Regions from separate parts of the Mus musculus genome. Here region 1 is linked to region 2. A link is a contact called in public targeted proximity ligation data. All regions are on one chromosome and are shown on one strand. The core of a region is the stretch at or near the end of the contact, and the rest is flanking DNA. Distances in the headings are between cores, read along the strand shown.

What was found.
Region 1: a contact with region 2 is called in a targeted proximity ligation map of embryonic basal ganglia, with 4 times the contacts expected there. A contact is called at or near these places in 1 of 484 Hi-C or Micro-C datasets (liver) and 1 of 130 datasets of targeted methods (embryonic basal ganglia).

What each region holds. Positions count from the first base shown.
Region 1 is chr19:15,610,567-15,616,655 of GRCm38.p6, reverse strand. The region is part of intron 2 of Gm31594 (a long non-coding RNA gene); the gene reads right to left. Among named protein-coding and RNA genes, the nearest start is that of Gm31594, 14 kb to the right of the region's middle.
Region 2 is chr19:15,198,784-15,204,079 of GRCm38.p6, reverse strand. No RefSeq gene overlaps it. Among named protein-coding and RNA genes, the nearest start is that of Gm46645, 140 kb to the left of the region's middle.

The DNA.
Region 1 (6,089 bases), core at 601-3,100, 410 kb before region 2:
GAAAATCAGCAGTAGAAATGGGGAGGGGAGGAGGACGTATCTACAAGGGGCAGCGTGGAGCTTGTTCTAGGAGAAGCCCCGCAGAATGTACCGTTTTGCCTGTGAATACTCCTTCAGGCTGGATCGGATTGGTGGTGTGAGCGGTTAGCTAAGGCAATTCAAAAGTGAATGGAAGGATGTATTCTTTATTCTTGTTTTCATATTAGTCCCTGCTCCATACATCCTTGGCCAATATATCACCCTTTTTTCCTGAATTCTCATCCCCTCATTCGTCCTTGCAAATGTCCTGTTCAACTGCTCTCCATTTTTATACGTAGTAGATGCCAGGTACTCTGGATTTGAGGATGAAAAACATTTCAAAAGCTTTTCAGATAACCATGGAACTATTATTCAGAAAAAAACATCCTTTTCTTTAAAATGTTAGCCTGTATAGTGGAAATTTTAAATGTTTCTATGTTTAGTATAAATAATATTAGAAAGCATTAATGTTTTAAACCTGTGATTCTCATAGTTCCAGGAACTACCCAAGGATTTGGCCAGCATCTAGTTCAGTGGGTCCAAGGTGGGCCTAGACGCTATGCTTTTCTCACTTGAGGAATACTGACCTGCTGGGACCACTTTGACGGACAGGGCTTTATCCTATGCTATTGTATGGCATGGTTCTAACAGGAAAAGAGAAAGTGCTTACTGTGACAGGGGTCTCTAATAGTTTAGGAGAGGTGTTGAGACATGTCACTGTGAGACTCTGGGCAGGGACTCTGTTGCTGAGGCACCGTTTCCTGTTTCCCGCCGTCTGATTGGCAGTCTTCAGGAGCACACATGGTGTCCAGGGCACCAGGATGCAGGTTTCCTCCTAAGAGAGGAATCAATCCTGGCCTGCATCACTGTTTTGAAACATCACAACTGAAATGGCTTTTATGTTGCTAAAAGAAGAAGAGGAGGAAGAAGAAAAAAGGCACAGCTTTTGAAGGGGAAAAATAGTTTTCCGATAACCCCCATTAACTACAGGGGTCATTGTGGCAGAATGAATGGGGTTAGAAATCTGCTAAAAGCTGCAGTATATGGTACGCGGTGACTGACAAGCCTTTTGCTGAGTAGTTACAAATGGGACTAATGGTTTAAACTTGTTAGTCATTGTCAGAGCTCTGATCCTCGAGTCAGCCATGGAAGCTATGGCAGAAATCGATAAGGCGCCACTTTCCGCAGTGAACTGCTCGACCATATAGATTGCCTGAAGGGAAATGCTGAGTTCCCTCCCAGGCTGTCAGATGAAAGCGGGCAGCTAAATCTCCAGGAAGATTGACCACATTGCTCGGGGCAATTAGGCCTTTCACCACTTTGAGCAGCCGATTATAAAGGCATGGGGAAGGGGGCAGAGGCCAGAAGCCATCTTGGAGCCTTCTGAGCTGGTGGGGCATTTCTTCCCTCCTGGGTTAAGACTTACATGTTTGGGGTTGCCGCTGGCCTGGCCCCTCCTCTTTCCCTGTATTTCCTTCAGCAGCTGCAATGGGAGGCCAGGCAGCCGTAGCCCTTGGTTGCTGATGGACTGTACCGGCAGCTGAACTCCATCAGTCCTCCGTGCACAGCCCAGGCTTCCCATTGGGCTCAGTTCAAAAACAATCAGGTCCCATTGTTCAGAGCCTTTTTGGGCAGAGCCTTGCGAGGGTGCCAAAATCATCAGGCAAAAAAAGAAAAGTGCTTGTTCTCGAAACAATGACAGACAAGCTGCAGATTGGCAGCAGGCTGTGAGGGGCCAAGTGGCCCTGCAGGGCTGGGCTCTGACAGGAGCCCGTGTCTCACGTACAGAAGGCCTCCCAGTTCCCTGCAGTCCAGATGTACCAGAGGAGAGGAGCCTTGGGAGATGGCGAAGCTTGGCTTTTCTGTTTCAAGGCAGGGTGGAGTGGCTCAGGCCTTGCTTATAGAGTTTCTGGCTTCCTGCTTCATCTGCTCAAATCTCACCGGTGAATGCCGATGGTTTCTATTGTCCCCAAGGCTGAGCATCAACCTCTCCTACCTAAAATTAGCCACAGATTGACTTCTTTAATTTTTCTCTCCTTTTCTTGCCCCACCTGGCGCCTTTTCTGCTACCTTTAAGTTGCATCATGAACCCTGGCTTTCTAGGTATTGTTTAGCTGGCAAGGCAAGATGCTGTAGAATTGCCCCTAATTATTGCTTTTGGGGAGGGCTGTCCATCCTAGTTTCAGACCACTCACTGTCCTGATCAGTGCAGCTACTGATGCAGAGTGTTGAAAAGTTTGTCTTACAAAGTTTGCTTGGCAGCTGGTGACAGGAAGAAGGGTTTACATGTTAAAGATACGGATGTCAGAACAAAACACTGATTGGTGTTCCTTAGGAAACAAAGGGTGGTTGTGGGATGCCATAGCGGTGGTCTTTTCCATGGAAGGGATGACGGAGGGGATTGCTGCCATTTTCTGCGACAGGGGAAGAAGAGCTCTGGTCTCATGGGCAGTTCTAATGGGTTATTTCTTGGCTCATCTTCAGTTCACTATACAGCCATGGGATGTCATCCATTATTAAGGAAGCTTCATGTCACTCATTCCCAGGATGGATTGGCCACCTAATGACATCAAAGGGAGTTGTAAAATGTAGACCAGCAGAAGTAAGCCCTCATGTGCTTTGAGTTCAGGGGTGAAGGTACATCCACTGAGGTAACATATGCACTACTTGTGGGATGGCATGTCACCATGTTCAGGTAAAAGCATAAGGGACGACCCCTCTGCCACTTCACTCCATTTTGCTGTGAACCTAAAACTGCTCTAAAAAGTAAATTCTAGCTGGGCATTGTAGCACACATGACATTTGAACACCCGGGCACCCAGAAAGTAGAGGCAAGAAGATGAGGACATCAAGGCCAGCCTTGGCTACACAGTGATTTCAGAGTCATTCTCAAGCTACATAAAATCCTGTCTTGCCCCAACCCCAAACAAAAGGTGTCTCTGTGTGCGCGTGCGCGAGTAAAGCTCTACTTAAAAAGACAGGAAATACCCATCTGAACGACAACAAGAACATCAGCAACAAACCATCAAACCAAATAGAGCAAAATGCAAGGGGGGTGGATATAAAGCACACCCAGACCATAATTAGGCACACAAGCCGAGTGGAAGGAAGCAACTGATTTGACTGGAGTATCCTCCCATGATGTGAATGAACCTGACCTCCAACTTCTTTTACTGTGTTAAATGAGAATTATTTTGCAAACTAAGAACACTTTTTTAGGTGTCTGGTGAATTCCTTTAGACATATAACTGACCACAGGGAATTATCTAGAACTTACGGAATTTTGAGAAAAACTCAGGAAGACAATTGCTTTAATAATTAGCCTCTCAGCTGGCGTTTTAAAGACAGCTCTACTGATGACACAGCATAGGATTCTAGTACTGAGCCTTCACTCTACCCTACATGCTTTTGAGCTCTATATATTTGCCCCTTTTCCTTTCCTGCAATATGGAGATGGAATTTCTTTACTCCCAAGCCTCAAGTGTCTGTGGTCAGCAGAGCAAATGTCTGTCCTATGGTCTGCATCTTAATTCCTGCATCTGAGACTATGCTATGCTTCGTGACCGAAGGGACTTTGTAGCTAGAAGGATGATGGTAAAACACAGAGGTTCGTCTGGATTATCCAAGTGAGAGAAGAGGTATGGGAAATAGCTCTAAGTGTTTTTTTCTTTGAGTTTGCTTGCAAAAGTAGAGAATGTTACTAGATAAGCTTAGAAGAAAGGGTTTCCCAGAATTAAAAGGAACCATGGTGATTGATCTTAGCTTAATAAAAGAAGTTGATCTCAGTGTAATGAATGCCAAGATTCACATCACAGAGTCCTTGAAAACTTTTCCTTGTGACTCTGTAAAACATTACTACCTGTGAGGAACCTCCACTTCACAGAACGTTCCCTTCAAGAAACGCACAGCCCTATGATAGAGATGGCTCAGTGGTTAAGAGCACATGTTACTCTTCCAGACTACCCAGGTTGGGTTCCTAGACCTATAGTGGATGGCTAGAACTGCCTGTGACTCCTGGTTCAGAGGATCTGATGCTCTCCATTGGTATTCATGGGAACTGCCCAAATACCATGCACATCAAGACAAAACAGGCACACGTATGAACATACATGTACAATTTTTTTAAAATCCTAAAATAATTGTATACTCCTAGCTCTTAAATAACTTACATGAAATCATATCATGTTGTCTCATACTGCCCACTAGTTAACTCCTTTAATAATCAAGACATTGAGGCCCAGATGACTTCAAATGCATTTATTATTGAACAGAATAAGGATTCTTCCTATTTTGTTGAGGACAGGGGCCTGATTTTGGGGGCCACGTTCAGGACTCTATCTAGAGAGATGGGTCAAAATATTTTGGGGAATATGTCAGTATAAATTAAGATAGCTTCATGAGACTCAGTGGATAAAGTGTCTAGACTGATAATACTATTTTTTGGTTGTGAGCCTAGCCTTTAGTGCCGAGCCATATCTCTAGCTCTTGATAACCCTATTTTGATCCCTGGGACCCACAGAATGGAAGAAGAGAACCATTCCTGTAAGTTGTTCCTCTGACTTACTTACATACACTCACTGTAGTATACTCCCCAAATAAATTTCAAAATGCAATTAAAAACCAGCTTCATGGAGTATATTTTATTAGTATTTTTACTGCTTTGTCCCCTGATCAGTATATAACTTACAGTTGCTACTAAATATATGCTTGTTGGTTCAATTAAATCAGCTTATAATAACAGACACCAGAAATGAGTAAATTAGAAATCATAAAAAACAACTTGGATAATAAAATTTGGCTCATCACCTTGTGAAAAAGACATACTTTAAATATAGCGGGATTTCTTCTGCCCAGATATGTAAGTGCAACACATCTTAAGGGAACCTGTGCTTTCCAGAAGGGCTGCAGGTAAAGGATAGAGGAAACCTGTGATCTCCGTGAGAAACCAAGAGGTCACTGCCTGTTACTGAAGAGAATTTAGGACTTCTCTGCTTGAAGGCAGATCTAATGAGTCCATGTAGGGAGCTGTAACCTCCCTGTAACACAGGCTATGGACCTTGCACAATTAATCAGTGTTATGGCATAACAGCTCAAATATGGAAATTCTAAAGGACCTACATGTTGACAAATGGCCAATTTATGCTAAGATCCATCAAGTGTGCTGGAGCATTTGGAACTATCACTGCACAATCATGACATGGTCATTATCGGGTCGCAAATCGTCCAAGGAAATGACATGCCTCAGGAGGCAAGATTCGCCTGCGGAGCCTGCCTCTTTCTAAACTCAGTGTGTGGCTGGCTTGCTGTAAACGAAGCAATCCAGCATGTAGATGAGCTCCTGTGTGGCAGCTGCATGGCGGAAAGCAATTATAACACAGAGGCGACTCTGCAAGCAAGAACCAGGCCCCTGAAATATGACCACGTCCGCCTCACCACCAACGGAGATGCCAAACTGAAATACACACATAGTCGTAATGGAGAGAGAAGCCTGAATATATAATAGCGAGGAGAGGAACTAGGGATGCTCTCAGCATCCTCCACGGAAACTGTGCTTGGCAGAGGCTGTCTTGGAAAACTCATTAGCTCCTTTGAACTCGGAAGATAGGACTCTTCCAGGGACACTGCAGTCCACTGTTCCCTTTAATAATGTGCAGGGTAGTAGAGAGAAGGCATCACACATTTTCTTTTTGTTGACTACACGAGTCATTGCCATCACTCCCCTCTTCTTAGACATACACTTTGTCAGAAAAGCATGGGCTTTGGGCCAGGAGGACTGACCCAAAGGATGTGAAGATTGACAGATGGCAGGCCTTGACTGACCAACCAGGTTTTACAACACATAGCTCCAAGGCTTGGTTTGATATTTGAGTATAGATATCAAAGCTTGGGCATGAATGATTCCGTCTGCACATCTTATGTTCTGCAGAGGCAGGCATAGTTAGTTGTTCTGCAGAGTGAGAGATGTCACCTAGATATAGAGACAAGAGATTGCACTGCGGGGCTGGAGAGATGCCTCAGTGGTTAAAAGCACTGGCTGGTCTTTTAGAGGCCCTGAGTTCATTTCCAGAAAC
Region 2 (5,296 bases), core at 2,405-4,904:
TGAAGGAGCTAGAGAAAGTACCCAAGGTGTTAAAGGGGTCTGCAACCCTATAGGAGGAACAACAATATGGACTAACCAGTAACCCCTAGAGGTTGTGTCTCTAGTTGCATATGTAGCAGAGGATGACATAGTTAGCCATCAATGGGATTAGAGGCCCTGGTCTTGTGAAGATCATATGCCCCAGTTCAGGGGAATGCCAGGGCCAGGAAGCAGGAGTAGGTGGGTTGGGGAGCAGGGCAGGGAGATGGTATAGGGGACTTTCTGGATAGCATTTGAAATGTAAATGAAGAAAATACCTAATAAAAAATAAAAAAAATGAAACACAACAATACAAAAAAGGTGATCATGTTTCATCATTACCTTTATGGAATGAGCTCTGAAAGACTTAGTAAAAGAAGGATAAACAATATATCCCTTTTATTGTAACCACTTACATCAGAACATGTTTAATCATTCAATGCCTCAATGTCTCATAATACATAGTCTGAAATAGAACCCTGGACAGTAAAAAGTTTCCAAGATGTCTAACAATTAACACTTTGATACTCTATAAGCCAAAGCAACTTGATAAACATAACCAATAGCAGATAATGTTCCATTAAGTAAACCAGATGCTGCTATAAATTGCTGTAAGTCTCAAATTCCTTTCTTGGAATGTCTTGGAAATTTTCTTCTACCTATATTTTTTTAACTCACTTAGAAAGAGAAACAGAAACTGACTTTTAATATATTGTATAGAATGTGCTTTCTTCTAATTTGGCTATGGCACATTCATTTGCATAGTTTTAAGATTTTTTTTTGGAATGATTACGAAAGTAACACCACAAAGCAACCATAGTTATTCAGGGACATTTTGACTCATCCTGGTTCTTATCATAACTTTCATATGTAAAGAAGCTTGGAGATTTGGGTGAGAATGATTTATCCATAAAGCAGTTATGGATGGCATGTGGCTACTGGGCAAAAATATACAGTCTCTGTCTTGGTCATAACTGTTATATGCTATGCTCCAGTGGCTGAAGAGTTGTCACATGTATATCTTCACAATGTGAACACACACACACGTAGTCATTTAGTAATAATTCTCTAATGCCTGAGGGTAAATGTTTCATGAATATAGATTTCATTCTTTCTAATATTAAAGTTTCTCACTCCTAACTGCAAACAATACCTGAATATTCTTCTAATTTCCAACAACTTCCACCATGCATCTGCTGCTTGGTTGTCAATTGGTAGAAATAACTATGAAATCCATAAATAGCTATATACTGTTTATATTACCATATTAGTGGATGGAACGGACCCTTACTGGTTGGAACCTGTATATTCTACAATGTAATTATAATAGGTAAGTAAAATAAGACACCTAAATTTACACATGCACAAGTTTGTATGTATGTATGTTTTGTATTTAGTATGTATGGGGAGTATGTATGGATGCATGTATGTGTATACATATATATATATACATAATATATATATTATGGGTATGTATGTGCATACTATAGCATGTGTATATGTGTATGGAGGTCAGGGAACAATTTGGGAGAGTTAGCTCTCTCCTACCATATGTGGGCCCTGGATATTGAACCACCTTTCCCTTATGGTGTGCTCTAGGTTGTATATGGGCTCTTTTTCTACTCTACTATGGGTATGGGTGCATAACTGGCCAAGCACATACGTTTCTAATGTAAGAATAGACATTCTAGGATGTTTCTGATCTGTGTGCCCTGTTGTGTGTGTGCCTCAGTGCGGCTCTGGAAAGATCACATCTAAGAACAGGGACTGACGATATTTACAGGGGCGGATGGCACTGGCTTTCTTCTGCTGTGTACAGAAAGCAGAATTTGATTCTGTGAACACTATTTGTGTGCCTGGTAACTTGAGAGTAGTAGGTCATCAAATAGGCATGTGCTAGGCATTTAGGAAAGGCTGCCTAAGCAGTCAGTGATGTGTATATGAAACAAAGACATGCAATTATGTACCTAGTCTTGAGAAGTTTGTAAGGTAAGAGGTGAACCCATGGGAAAGAATGTCTGTAACTCAGTTATTCTGAGCAGCAAAACTTCCAGTAATCTTATTCTTACTTAATGTCTCCATGGATAGGATATTACCATATTGATATTTTAAGGAGAGAGAGAAAAAACATAATAGGTAAAAATATCCTTAGTTGGGGTATGTGAATTAGGAGCACCACCTTCATGAATGTGCACTTTTTTATAAACTAATGAATGAGCTTCAAAATGTTTGCATTTTCTAAGTTTTCTCTCCAGTAATGAAACATCACGAAGACAGACTTCCCTAGGGATATACTCTACACCAAACACCAAGTGTCACAGATGCCAGGGTTTGCTGGAGGATTTATGCTTGCTATTTTAGCATAGCTTGTCTTCTTTTGATTTTATTTTTCTATAACAGATCAATAAATTTTACCTGAGAAATAAAGCAATTCTGTGGAAATCAATCTCCGATGCTGATTTATTCTGAGTGGTTTGCGTCCAGTGTGTGGGAGATAGATAATTCACAAGCTCTGTCTGCAATTTGTCTGCCAATGGGGTCTTGAAGCCTGGCCAGACAACAGTTGTTTCTAATCCTCTTCTTTGTCTCATCCCCAGGGAGCCTTTATTCAGCTTGTTTGTGGAGAAGATTTGGGCAGTTAGCGTTTGGGAAGAGGAAGTTAGAGAAAGCAGGAAGAAGGGGGTAGTGGGAAAGAGGAAGGGAGGAAGGGTGTGGGGGTGTGTTTGTGTGTGTGGGTGTGTGTGTGTGTGTGTGTGTGTGAGAGAGAGAGAGAGAGAGAGAGAGAGAGAGAGAGAGAGAGAGAGGAGGGGGAAGGGCCAAGAGAGAGAAGGAGACAGAAGAACTAAAAGCAAGAGAAAATCTTGATTTAGTCTGATGAGACCAGTGTTTGCTGTGCATGTTAGGGGTGGATGTTTCCAATCAGAATTAAATAAGCAATAATGGCGGGTTAGCAAAAGGTCTTGGTTCATTAAAGGAAATGTGGTAATTTTCTCAACTGAGGTAGAAGCTCACAGGAGGAAGCCCCACAAACAGTCATAATGGGTGACTTCACAGCTGTCTTCTGCAGCCACACACATTTTTAATATGGAGGGGAAATGCAGAGTAGCATAGCAGTCATCTTCCCTTTGTCTTCTATCTCAATGGGTGTAAACACGCAGGTACAGAAACACACCAGGCGGATCTTTAATGATTAAGCCTTCAGATTTAGTTTCTCGGAGACACATTTAAAAGTAATAAAATGTACAAAAAGAAAAAAAAAAGCCCTGCAACAACAACAACCCCCCTCCCCCCAAAAAAACAACCCTCCAAGGGTCAAACTAGCAAAAGGAATGGCCCTTTAAAGGGCTTTTATCTCCTGCCCATCATCTCAAATTGTCTTGTTTACCCCTCTGAATCCCGATCAGGCACCATTACTGCACTCAGTGTCCACAGCACTCTTGTGAAGGGAAAATTAATTCTGAATTACTGGCCCCATAACTGCCTGCTTTTTCACATTATCTGTCAGGAAAATAAGCAGACAATAGCCAGCTAAGTGGATTTCTGCTAGCTGCCATTCAAAGAAGAAGGGACAGGTGTTCAATGGGGGCTTCTTTCTTTCCTCAACTGCTATTTAACAATACGTAGAGGAGGAGTTTAATTGCCTGCTCCCACCTGCACCCTTGTCATTTCTTGGTTTTATTGGTTTTAATGAAAATATTAAGTGCACTCTAGGAACAGTGGCAAAGTGACATTTTGATTGAAACACACAAGGAAAAAAATGTAGAACAGAAGCAGGCACGGTTACAATGCTAATAGAAACTAAAAGAGGGAATATCTAGCACAACATTTCAGCTATTGTTATACAAATAGGTGGTCCTTAGGTGAAGGACTAACAAAAATGAATTCAGTAAAGAGCATTTTGCCTTAGCTACTGAACTTTTAATTTTTTCATAGACGAATAATGTGCTTGGTCCGTGATGCACTTTCTCTTATTAGATGTCCCTGAGGTGACATCTGCTATTGTATAAATATGGCTTGTTCCCACCAAAGTCATATTTGGTGAGGTTTGGTCCTCAGGATAGTAGTGCTAAGACATATTGACGATCTAGGGGGTGATTACATTTAAATGGATTAGCATATTTTCCTGGCTGCCACAGGACTAGGCAGGTTGCCTATCCTGAGAGTGGGTCTTTATCTGGCACATCATGTGTCTCTAGCCCACATTCACCCACTTTCCTTCTGCTTTTATGAAGCCCTTCCAGAAGCTAGATTTACACAACCATGACTCCAAATCAATCACTTTTCTTTATATGTTACTAAGTCTCAGGCATTCTGTTACAGAACAGAAAAGAGACTAAGAGCATTTGTGGTCAAGCACAATTGAAATATCTTTTTCTTGTCTGGGATTGACGTTAATGGAGTTTCTAGAGAGAGTTTGAATTTATTGACATGATTCATTGCATCTGAACTTGGTAAGAATCAGCTAGAACAGTATTTACCTGAACCCTGTTCCTAGACTCAGTGTACTGAAAAGTCAAACAAGTCGCCAGCCCCAGGCCACCTTGGGCATGAACTCGGGTAGACAGTCCTATGGTTCCCAGAGGAATGGTTCCCACACTGCAGGCACCCTAGCACACCAAGGATCTTGGGATCACTGGTGAGTGGAACACAACATCTGTTCCAAAACAACCAGGAGGGAACTGTGCCAGCAGGAACAGGGACACAGGAAACCTGCCCGACCAGCGGCTAGGGTTTGTTTTGGTCAGCGCCAGCCCCTGGCCACCTTGGGCATGAACTCAGGGGACAGTCCCAGGGTCCCCAGAGGACTCTCCACACAGCAGGCGCCATAGAACACCCAGGATCTTAGGATCACTGAGGAAAGTAGACCTCCAGAGAGGGCTCTGACCCCAAGACCCAGGTGAGAGTGCCTTCTTGTATCCCAAGTCTCTCAGAGACAAGTTTGCACAGGAGAGTGCATAGGCCACAGAAGCAACAGAGCTTCTTGGACAGGGTCCCTTCTGGCCTTCATCCTCAGCCAGGAGGCAGAGCTGAGTGCCAGACCTCTGTGTACCTTCCCTGCAATGGAGAGCTTGCCTGCAGAGAGTGCTCTGACCACTGGGACTCAGGAGAGAGTTGGACACCCAGGAGTGCTGACCGAGGCTAACAGAATCACAGGAGGAACAAACTCCAGCCAGAGACAGCTAGAATATCTAACACCAGAGATTACCAGATGGCAAAAGGCAAACATAAGAATCTTACTAACAGAAACCAAGACCACTCAGCATCATCAGAACACAGT